Regions from separate parts of the Zea mays genome. Here region 2 is linked to region 1. The links are chromatin contacts, called in public Hi-C maps. All regions are on one chromosome and are shown on one strand. Each heading gives the region's core, a stretch centred on a gene start, on an enhancer-like site or on the middle of the called end of the contact. The rest is flanking DNA. Distances are from core to core; before and after follow the strand shown.

Region 1 (5,383 bases), core at 2,784-5,283:
CATAAACGGCTTCTTCTATGGATTGAAGTGCAGCAGTCCTGCGGCTCTGCAGCCGAATAAGCCGTATAATTTAGAGAGCATTTGGTTCTCACGATTTTCACTTGGGTTACTTGTTCTAGTCTTTTATACTGTATATAATTTAGAGATCGTTTGGTTCTCACGAATAATGAGTATCCGGTTGACAGAACCGAACACAGCTAATTTTTTTTATCTTGGATATCGTGCTCCAAAGAAACTATCCACCGTTACGAAGCTCTGAGTGGATTGTCTCGGTTTACGTGCGTGGTTGGGATTCTTGTAATAACCAAACACGGCGCCGTTCCATCCCTGAGTGGATTGTCTCGGTTTACCTTAAAAGGCATCCTATTATGTCGTACAAGTACAACTATGTTTCTTGTGCTCAATTCAGACTAGGTCTGTCAATACCATAAGCATAAATCCCTGAGATCGATCCTAGTAGGTTAATGTCCTGTGTCCTCACTGCCAGATGAACACATGGATTGTAGCCTTGAACAGTGTGAGAATAGTAGCTCAATATGTATTTTGTAGTTTTAGTTGGGCCTTTTTTAAGGCAGCGAGAATGTTTGACGACCATTTGGGTCTTATGGGTGTTTGGTTCCTACCTCCTAAACTTTAGTCAAACTTTTAATTCCTAAACTGCCAAACAATATGACTAAAGGAGGCCTCTCAAATATAAATTCTAGAGACTAAAGGTTAGTTCCTAAAGTTTAGCAGGGTGACTAAAGAACGAAACACCCAATATGACTAAAGGAGGCCTCCCAATATGACGACTTTTAAAGCAAACTAGTAGAGTGCCCCGTGCCTCTGTGGCCCCCTGTGTTCCACAGCAAATATGATGGTTATTTCGTGTTATTACTAAGCTTTGTATAGTATTTCTTTTATAAGTCATATATCTCTGTGCTTGTTTTAGTTTTAGAATTGCGATTCATACAAAATGGGTTGCGATTTTATACTGCTTGGTCATGGCTCTTTTTTTCGGCAGCTACTTGGTGTTGTTTTGTTGGGTCCAACGTGGACTAGGTTCGTTCAGATTGTAGAAAGATATCAATGAAATCAATCCTAAGAGCTCAGTGTATTGAGCTGCCTTGGTTGAATTCTAGTGTTGACTGATCCAATATGCATAGCTCAATTTGTCCTATTCTCTTTTATGCACATGTCATAATTCTGCATTGGCTATGAGTTATGGCATCATAAATTTTGATGCATACATTTCACAACATGCTATTGGGTGGTCATGGTTCCTTTGTCTGAACATGCTTGTGCTTGCCATATTATGCATTCCGACATTATATCGTTGAATGGTTATTTCCATCATAGGTTGGCAAGGAGGAGGTCATCCAAGCATGGTACATGGACGACAGTGAAGAGGACCAGAGGCTTCCTCATCATCGTGAGCCCAAAGAATTCATTCCTCTCGACAAACTTTCCGGTTTGTACATGCCCTGCTCTAGTCCTGAGCCCATATGACATCTTCATATACTAACTGATGCTGAATGCTACTACCATCATGGACATCCAGAACTAGGAATATTAAGCTGGCGCCTAAATGCTGATGATTGGGAGAATGATGAGAACCTCAAGAAAATTCGTGAAGCCAGGGGTTACTCTTACATGGTTTGCTAATAAGTTTATTTTTGGGCACTTGTTGTTTTGTTACTCTACCTTGAGTAGCAAGGTCAATACCTATTCAAAGATTCAGACTAGTATGATAAGCATTTTTCCTTATGTAGGACATTTGTGATGTGTGCCCAGAGAAGTTGCCAAATTACGAGGCTAAGATAAAGAATTTCTTTGAAGAACACTTGCATACTGATGAAGAGATACGATATTGCCTTGAGGGTAGCGGTAGGTGCCTTTGTTTTGCATCTGGAGGCGTTTTTTTTGAAGACAGAAAATCTAATAGTCAGCAGGTTTTCTTTCTAGTTACTGTCGATGTTTAATCGTTTTTACACTTATGTTCTCAAGGCTACTTTGATGTGAGGGACCAAGATGATCAGTGGATCCGTGTAGCGGTAAAGAAAGGGGGCATGATCGTTTTGCCTGCAGGAATGTATCATCGCTTTACGTTGGATAGTGACAACTACATCAAGGTATCTTTGACTTCTTTCTCTGTTCACACTATGAGTTTTGTTCTTTTTAACTCTGGTAATTGTTGATTAGATGATGATACCTTTTCTTTGTGAAGCCGTTTATGCCATTCATTTACTCTTGATTTAGTCGGCTACACTTATTTTAAGTGGAAGGTAGTAGTTCCTGTTTAGTTTTAGACTTTTAGAGGGCGTTTATCTTGTCCCTGTCGTGTGATTGTGTGATTGTGCGTGTTATATCATCTTTGCAAATTTTGGCGTTCAGTCTTCTGTTACTTTCTTGTCTTAAGTCTTCTGTAAACAAGAACCAGCTAAATAACGACGCTGCTGCATTGTGGATTTTTTTTCCTGCTATGATTCCTCAGGCAATGCGTCTATTTGTGGGTGAGCCTGTCTGGACACCATACAATCGTCCGCATGACCATCTCCCGGCTAGGTATGATCCTGCGTCTGAAGCCTAAAGCTGGACTGCTGGAGCATTGTTGTGTCCCATTCTCTCTTTCTTGGATTCTCTCGCTTCCACTTTCGTTATTCTCTGGTTCCTGTTGGCTTTAACAAAACGGAACATTCGCATGGTTTCAGGAAGGAGTACGTCGAGAAAATCATCAACCGAGGTGGAAACCAAGCCGTCGAAGCTCGTTGAGCGTGTCCACTCTACATGTCCTCCTGCCGTCTCAGCCTCTTGTGTTTTACACCCTACAACTCCTAGTACCGCCGAATAAGATTTGCTATCTGCAATGTGCTCATGCCACCGCTGTGTGTGCCAGTTAACAGTTTGCACGAAACCCTAGATATTTTGTTATACGAATGAATGACATGTGGTGTTTGATAAATGATGAAACGATGATGGTTCAAATCAACCCACCTGTCTTTCACAAGTTCGATGAAACGTTGCGCGCAATGGTTGTTTACTGAAAAGGATGCCTCTAACCAGCCGTCAGTCTGACTGGATGTCGTGGATCAACTGCCGACCAACATCTTGTCTGCGCTCGTGCCGCGTGAGTAACTGCTGTCGTTCTCACTGAGGGCGAGCAGGGCCTTGGTAATGATGTACTGTTTCACAGTAACAGTTCTGTTGATCACCGAAAGGTTTGTGCAGGTTGATGTGATGTGACGATGCTGGGTGGCTCCTGCCTAGAAAACGTGTGGTGGTTGAAATGAACGCGTTCCATGTCTGTCGTCTAGTCACTCGTCGAGCTTTGGTCGGCGGAGCCGATCACCGGCCAAGAACATTTGTGATCTCGATGATATACTTGTGTGCGGCTGCATTGCCGCACAAAAGGTTCATATTGCCATCATCGTTCCTGCTCACAGATGGTAGTGGTGACGCACTGGCAAATAGACCTGATTTCATTGCGCAGCCAGATTCATCTATGGCTGACCTAAAATAAAGAGGGCTCGGTTACAGATGAGACTCAGCTAACCTCCAGATGCATTTCGTAGTAGCGACACCGGACATGTGAGGAGCACGTGATGCAGCGCGATTTTCAAAAGACGAAGTAGACGGGTGCAGGTGCAGCCGGGCACGGAAAGGAGCCATCTTTTGCAGAGTGGATGCGGCGTATCTCGCCGGCGTACCGGCGCTGCAAGTTGGCAAGTTGCAGCCAATCACGAGGCCAGGGCGATGTCACATTGTCACCAAGCTTTCTAGGATCAGGAAGAAAAAAAAATGGCACGAGCCGTCGCCGTCGTCGCTCCCCTGTCGGCTGTCGATGGATTCGAGGGCGGCCCGGGTGTCCGCCCACCACGCGCAACCCCAGCCACACCCCACGGCGTCCAGAACCTTCCGAGCTCCGCCCGGCCACGAACGCGCCGCGCGGCCTAGAACGTTCCATTCCCCTCCTGGCAGGCCTCGGAGAAGGGTCAAGCCGGTAGGAGTATTTATCGCCGCCGGCAGCCACTTTCCCGCGCAGCAGGAGAAGAGAGACGACACAGCAGCTTTTTTGGTTTCCCCTTCCCTTTCCCCGCGCGGTGATCGCTGGGTTCTCCGCGAGCGAGGCAGAGCACTGCGCGTCCTCCGTGACCGCCTGGTGATCGCTGGGGGTTCTGGACGTTGGCGTTTCATTTGGTTGGTTGGTGGTTGGCAGCAGCCGTGGCGAGATGGACCTGATGCTGCCGGTGACGGTGAAGGAGGAGTGGCCGCCGGAAGAGGAGGAGGAGGAGGACGTGGACGCGGACGCGGACGCTCCGCGGCCGATGGAGGGGCTGCACGAGGTCGGGCCACCGCCGTTCCTGACCAAGACGTTCGACCTGGTGGCCGACCCGGCCACCGACGAGGTCATCTCCTGGGGCCGCGCCGGCAACAGTTTCGTGGTCTGGGATCCCCACGTGTTCGCCGCCGTGCTGCTCCCCAGGTTCTTTAAGCACAACAACTTCTCCAGCTTTGTCCGCCAGCTGAACACCTATGTGAGTGCCCCAAGTACTCTGCTTGCTCAGTTGCTGTCGTGTGATTTTTTGTTTCTGGTTGGCTTTGTGCTCGCGCGCTCTGGTTTTGCAGTTCATCTCGCCTCTTGCATTGTGGAGTACAGTAGCATGAGCTATCAGTCGACAAGTCTGTCTCTATTATTATTACTTACCGAAAGAACAAGTCTGTATATATATATAAGCATTTTGTGTGATTCACAATGACTTGGAGCTGATACAATCGTTGAACGCGTATTGCTTTTCTTTGGCGGCCTAGCAAATACAATGGCAAAATGGGCAAATGTTTTGAATGGTTCAGAAGCAGAACGACAATGGGGGAGATTGCAGAACCAGCATCTCCATGACAAGATGTTAAATTCCTCTGACATGCTCTTTGTTCGCCTTGTTACTGTGTAGCTAGATGGACCAGGACAAGGGATGAACGAAGCTACTACAGCCTACGAGAAAGAAACAAACTGCTTGTTTGTCCTAAAGATAAAGAAGACTCACTCCTTTGATCACCACTCACCACCAAGCAATATACTGCTAGTGTATACCACTGCCCGTGCCTGTAAATTCGGTCGCAAAACTTATGTGAAACCTAAAGTTTTACATAAATTTGCCATCTTGTCTTGTTAATTGGCTCAGCGTCGGCATTTGTCGATTCTTAGTGTGTGATGGCTTCTGGAAATGCAGCTTACTGAACGCTGCGCGTGTTCATCGCTTTGCGACGTGCAGGGCTTCAGAAAGATCGACCCGGACAGCTGGGAGTTCGCGAACGAAGGATTCCTGAGGGGCCAGAGGCATCTTCTCCGGCTGATCAAGCGTCGAAGGCCGGCGCCACCGCCGCCGTACCTCCAGGCGTCGCAGTC
Region 2 (5,851 bases), core at 532-3,031, 81 kb after region 1:
TTCGCCATCACCCGTGCAGGTTCAGAGACACCGCTCTCGCATGATCTGCTGCATGTTAGACGCAAGGACGATAGGACAAAGAAGCGACGACACAGATAATTGAGAAGGAGAAGACGAGTCGGTTGGTTGTTGTGTGCCCCTCGACTCCCTTTTATAGAGGGGTCGCTGCAATGTACAAGATTAGATCTGCTAAATTCTGGTAACCGCACCTTAGAATCTCTCTACGTGCAACCGCACGGAGTCCACGCATGTGCGCCCAATTACTCCTAGTTGACATGGTGGTCTAGGTGTGGTACTAAATAAATAAAAGACAAAAAAATAAATGTTGTTTAGAACACGTCATGATAGGATCGCACATAGTCACAAGTCACACGTTAATTTCGCGAAAAAACATGAAACGCGAGCAAGAAAGCGTGTGGTCAGTTCAAAGCAGCCTCCATAGCCATTGCGTGTCTCATATAAAGGGTAGTGCACATCCTTATATATAAATTGATTATCTCCTACCGAAATAAGTAATATGAGACTAAAACCCTTAATGTGATCCCTACATGTGCCGCTTGACTTTCTTATAGGAATTAGGCCACCCACAAGTAGTCTTAAATAGGCTAAATTCCAACAACTTGGCACGCTGCTGAAAATTCTTTAGCATTTGTAGCAGAAAACGACTTCGTTGATCGGCTCCTACAATTCGAAGGATATGACCGTACAAAATATTGTTTATGCTATAGACTATGTTATTTATAAAATTGAGTTTAAAATAAGAGACGAAGATGTGCTAGAGATACAGGAACTCAAGAGGCAGTAGTAGGGGCGGTAATAGGCTCTGAATTTTACACTGCAAATTTTAAGGATCGAATCAGATTATAACCGGGTTCTATTTCTATTCATTTTGAAACTAAAATTATTTAAGGGTCCTAACTTTTTATAAAAAGATATTTGATCATGATCAATTACCACCATAGGCAGTAGCGGTGGAGTTGTTTTCTGGGGCTTCTGGCTCTTGCTACAGCTATAGTTGATGAGTTATGATCCAAGAGCTGCACCAAACTGGATCTAACTGTTTCTACGTGTTTATCTTCTACTTAACATTTGTCCAATTATTTATGACCGGCCATGTGTACGCTCCTCGACTGTATACCCCCCTTGTTCAACCTATGGCGATATTGGCGACTAAACAAGTGTTGTTTTTTTCATCATGACTATAGTACCCGGTTTGTTTGTCTGTAAATCAATATATGACGCACATTCCATCATGTGACCGAATGTCTGAATCTTTAATATGTTCGCTTTGCTTTAATCTATACTGGCTTCGACTGTTTTTATAATATTTTTGTCTTTATAAATTACAATTGCAGCAGTCAAACAACTGGTTTTAATTTGAAGCGATCGATTGCGCACAGGGGAGAGGGGAGGAGGGGTGTTCTGAAATTCGCAGGTAAGAGTCAAAAGCTGTTTGGTTGTTCAGGCTAGAACTGAATATACGAATGCTCCTGACCACTTACTCAAGCTAATTCAGGAATGGCCTCTCAGAATATACAGAGAGTGCTGCCGCAACTGATGAGTTGACCTCATCTAGGCGAGACGTCGCTGCTACCCACAGCAGCACTTCTGTTCCGATTCCACTGAACCACCCCTCTTGGTGCTTTGCATTTGCGTCGCAACAAGCCCGCAACGACAAACTAAAAAAAAAAAAGATCTCGCGAGCAAGCATAAACGCCACGAAGTGGACTTGCAATAATACGCATGGACCGGCTGACCACGGAATAGATGCACTACTTCCTGCGGCCGCCAGCAAATTGCCTGTCTATTTAGGCACAGTAGCAAATCAAAGGCATGCAGTGCAAAAGCTCGGAATGGTAAAAGATGTTGTTCTATTCACACAGCGGTGTGAAATTCAACTGAACAGCGAGAGAGGATTTCTCCTCCATTGATCTACTTTATTTTACTGATCACCATGTTAGACTACTGTATTTGTATTTATAGTATGTCTAATATTGGTAGTTAGTCCTTGATTGTAGGCCCTTGATTGTAGGCATGTAGGGCTGTGCGTTGCCATGTGTGCCACGACGCACGGCCTATGTATACTGTACATCTCCATGGAATACAATCAAGCAATTCCTAACAATTCACACTTTCATGGTATCTCACGCGGTTCCGATCCGCACGCTTCCGCAACCCACGACCGCGCTGTCGCTGATCCGATCGTCGCTCTTGTCGAGCTCGTCACCCAGAGCGCCGCCGATCCCATCGCCGCGTTGTCCGTGAAGATCGCCTGTCCCGTTGCTGGATCAGCCGGGTGCGGCCGCTGGTCTCCCCAAATCTGCTCGCGCCGCCGATCCGCCAGCAGGCGCGGCGCTTCTTCTCCTACAGGCTCCCGCCAGGCGAGTTGGATCTGCTCGCGCCGCCGATCCTCCAGCAGGCGCGGCGCCTTTTCTTCTCCTGCCAGCCGAGGTCGCGCGGCTCTTCTCCAGCTAGGCGCGCTCTCGATGGCGGCCGACGATGCAGCAGCCGTCCAGGCCGCGGAGGACCGCCGCCTCGCAGTTGAGGCCGAAGCCCGCCGTGCTGAAGACGCCCGCCGCGCCGAAGAAGGCCGCCTCCGTGCTGCCGCTTTGGACGAGTTTGAGCGCGCCCATGAGGCCCTCTGGGCGCAAGCCACTGCCGTCGTCAACGTCAAGGCGCTCATCCCTGTCATCCTCGACCAGGCAACGAACACCTACACCAAGTGGCGCGGCATGTTCATCACCGTCCTCGGCAAATACGCCCTGACTCGTCACGTCCTTGAGGATGAAGCCTTCCCATCACGCCCGGCGTGGGTTCAAGCCGATTGCTGTGTCTTGACATGGATCTACAGCACCATCTCCGGCGACCTGCAACAATCTCTGATGATGCGGCAGGGCCTTGCTCGCGGGGCGTGGTGCTACCTCGAGGATGAGTTCCTTGGCCAAAGGGAATCCCGGGCGCTTCTACTTGAGACAAAATTCCGCAACTTCCGCCAAGAGTCCTTGAGCATCACTGACTACTGCCGCCAGCTTGAGTCAATGGCGGCATCCCTTGCCGGTTTCGGCGATCCCATCGGCGATAGGCAGATGGTGCTCACGCTCCTTCGTGGCCTCGGCGGCAAGTTCCGTCACATGGTGTCCATCCTCAAGATGCACCAGCCGTTCCCCACGTTCGCAGAGGCTCGTGCGCACCTGCTGTTGGAGGAGCTGGAAATCGACGCACGACCTCCATCACCGCCATCGGCACTTGTTGCTGCAGCGCCGCGGCATGCGACTCCGGGGGCCCCAGTACCTCCACGTCCAGGGGCGCCTCCTCCAGCACGCCCCCCCGGCACCTAACGGCCAACGCACCGGCCGTCGTCGCGGTCGCGGTGGTCGCAATAGCCACCAGCAGGGCCAATCAGTGCCCCATGGTGGCGCACTTCCTGCTGGACAGGGAGGTGCAACCCCTGCCATGCATCCGTCCTTCGCGCATCCATGGGCTGGCACTGTCCGGCTGTGGCCATATGACCAGTCCGGGCGCCCACCACCGCCGCCAGCGTTCAACGCCCTTCCACAATACAACAGCTTCGGCAGCACACCCAGTGCCTATGGAGGCTTCTACGGTGCTCCTCCCCCTCCGTATGGCATGCCCTACGGGGGAGCTGCACCCCCTGGTTTCCAGGCGCCCGCACCAGCATACCAAGCGACGCCCTGGAACCCCACTCACGGTGGTGCATGGCATCAGGACGCCCTTGCACACTCCTTCAACACTATGACGCTCAATCCACCGAACGCTACTTCCGAGTGGTATGCCGACTCCGGTGCAGGATCACACATGACCTCGGACGCTGGTAAACTCTCTGCTATTTCCTCGCCCACTTCATTCACTCCTACATCTATCATTGTGGGAAACGGTGCCTTGCTTCCTGTCACAGCCACTGGATCACACACTTTTTCTTTCCCGCATCGCAATTTAGTTCTCAATAATGTGCTGGTGTCTCCTAACATTATTAAGAATTTAATTTCCATTCGTCGCTTCACCACCGACAATAATTGCTCCATTGAATTTGATCCCTTTGGCCTTTCTGTGAAGGATTTGCAAACCAGGAACGTGATCGCCAGGTGCAATAGCTCCGGTGACCTCTACCCGTTCCATGCACCCTACACCAGCACCTCTGCATTACTCGCTGTACCCACCTCCCTGTGGCATCGTCGTCTCGGTCACCTTGGGCATCAAGCCTTGTCCAAACTCATTACCTCCAGTGTCATTTCCTGCAATAAAGATGATGTCAACCACATATGTCATGCGTGCCAACTTGGTCGTCATACACGTTTGCCGTTCAATTCATCTAGCTCTCGAGCTTCTCACAATTTTGATTTAATACACTGTGATTTATGGACCTCCCCAATTGTTAGTGTGTCGGGCTATAAATATTATTTGGTAATTCTTGATGATTGCTCCCACTACATTTGGACGTTTCCGCTCCGCCTCAAATCCGAGACTTCTTCCACACTTGCAAATTTTTTCACTTATATTCGCACCCAATTCGGCATCACCATCAAGAGCGTTCAGTGCGATAATGGCCGTGAATTTGATAATTCTCAGGCCCGCACATTCTTTCTCTCCCACGGCATTGCCTTACGCATGTCGTGCCCCTACACTTCTCAGCAAAATGGGAAAGCAGAACGTTCACTTCGCACCATAAATGACATTCTGCGTTCCCTTTTGTTTCAGGCAAGTCTCCCTCCGGCTTATTGGGTTGAAGCCCTTCATACTGCTACATATCTTGTGAATAGGCCCCCCACTACAACCCTTGCCTTCTCCACACCATATAGTGCTCTTTTTTCCTCCCAACCCTCCTATGATCATCTAAAAGTTTTTGGGTGTGCCTGTTATCCTAATATGTCCTCCACCGCACCTCACAAACTTGCCCCCCGCTCTTCCTTATGCGTTTTTCTTGGCTATTCCTCCGAACACAAAGGCTATCGATGTCTCGAGCTCGAGTCAAACCGCATTCTTATTTCTAGACATGTCGTTTTTGACGAGTCCTTCTTTCCTTTTGCCGACATGTCTACTACTCCCATGGCATCCTCCTCCTTGGATTTTCTCCTTGATGAACATGATCTAACCGCTCCTATCCCTGGAGCAAGACTTGTGCATGCAGGTACACCTCACGTCGCCCATGAGCGGGTAGCGACACCCACGCCTCCTCCAGCGCAGATGAGCGCTAGACTGGGCAACCCCAGTACCGGCGCTGCTGCCCCTGTGCACCCTGCACAGGCTGCTGCTAGTAGCGCCCCCGCCGCCTCGTCGACCGCCTCACTGGGTCCTGCTGCCCCTGTGCATCCTGCACAGGCCGTTGCCAGCAGCACCGTGGCCACCGGTCGCACGACCGACACTCGCCCGATCTCCATCACGCCTGTCGCCAATGCGCATCCCATGCGCACTCGTGGCAAAGCCGGCATTGCACAGCCCGTGGATCGCATCAACCTCCACGCTGTGCCTATGTCGCCACTGCCTCGCTCCGTTCGTGCTGCTTTGTCAGACCCCAATTGGCGCTCCGCTATGCAGGCTGAATATGATGCTCTACTCGCCAATGACACCTGGAGTTTAGTACCACGGCCTCCTGGAGTCAACGTGGTAACTGGCAAGTGGATTTTTCGCCATAAATTGCTCGCCGATGGGTCTCTTGATCGATACAAGGCTCGCTGGGTCCTCCGAGGGTTCACCCAGCGTCCCGGTGTGGATTATGATGAGACTTTCAGTCCGGTTGTCAAGCCTGCGACAGTTCGAGTTGTTCTCTCTTTGGCTCTCTCTCAGGACTGGCCCATTCATCAGCTAGATGTGAAGAATGCATTCTTACATGGCA

What was found. A called contact is a pair of places that touch in the nucleus more often than the background predicts.
Region 2: a contact with region 1 is called in a Hi-C map of leaf, with 4 times the contacts expected there. The contact joins the enhancer-like site here to the promoter of LOC100280131 in region 1. A contact is called at or near these places in 2 of 25 Hi-C or Micro-C datasets (bundle sheath and leaf).

What each region holds. Positions count from the first base shown.
Region 1 is chr1:12,617,939-12,623,321 of Zm-B73-REFERENCE-NAM-5.0, forward strand. LOC100280131 reads left to right here and starts at 4,034. Exons shown (of 2, transcript NM_001153064.1): 1 at 4,034-4,514; 2 at 5,250-5,383. The coding sequence starts at 4,209. It overlaps LOC100216585, which reads left to right. Exons shown (of 7, transcript NM_001326534.1): 2 at 1,339-1,450; 3 at 1,541-1,635; 4 at 1,752-1,866; 5 at 1,987-2,111; 6 at 2,474-2,544; 7 at 2,691-2,968. The coding sequence ends at 2,751.
Region 2 is chr1:12,701,615-12,707,465 of Zm-B73-REFERENCE-NAM-5.0, forward strand. No RefSeq gene overlaps it. Among protein-coding and RNA genes, the nearest start is that of MIR167j, 4.8 kb to the left of the region's middle. Within about 2 kb of position 1,782, at least 12 of the 20 cell types and tissues checked have an H3K27ac peak or open chromatin away from gene starts, as enhancers often do. A contact at or near this core is called in leaf, where this site is marked.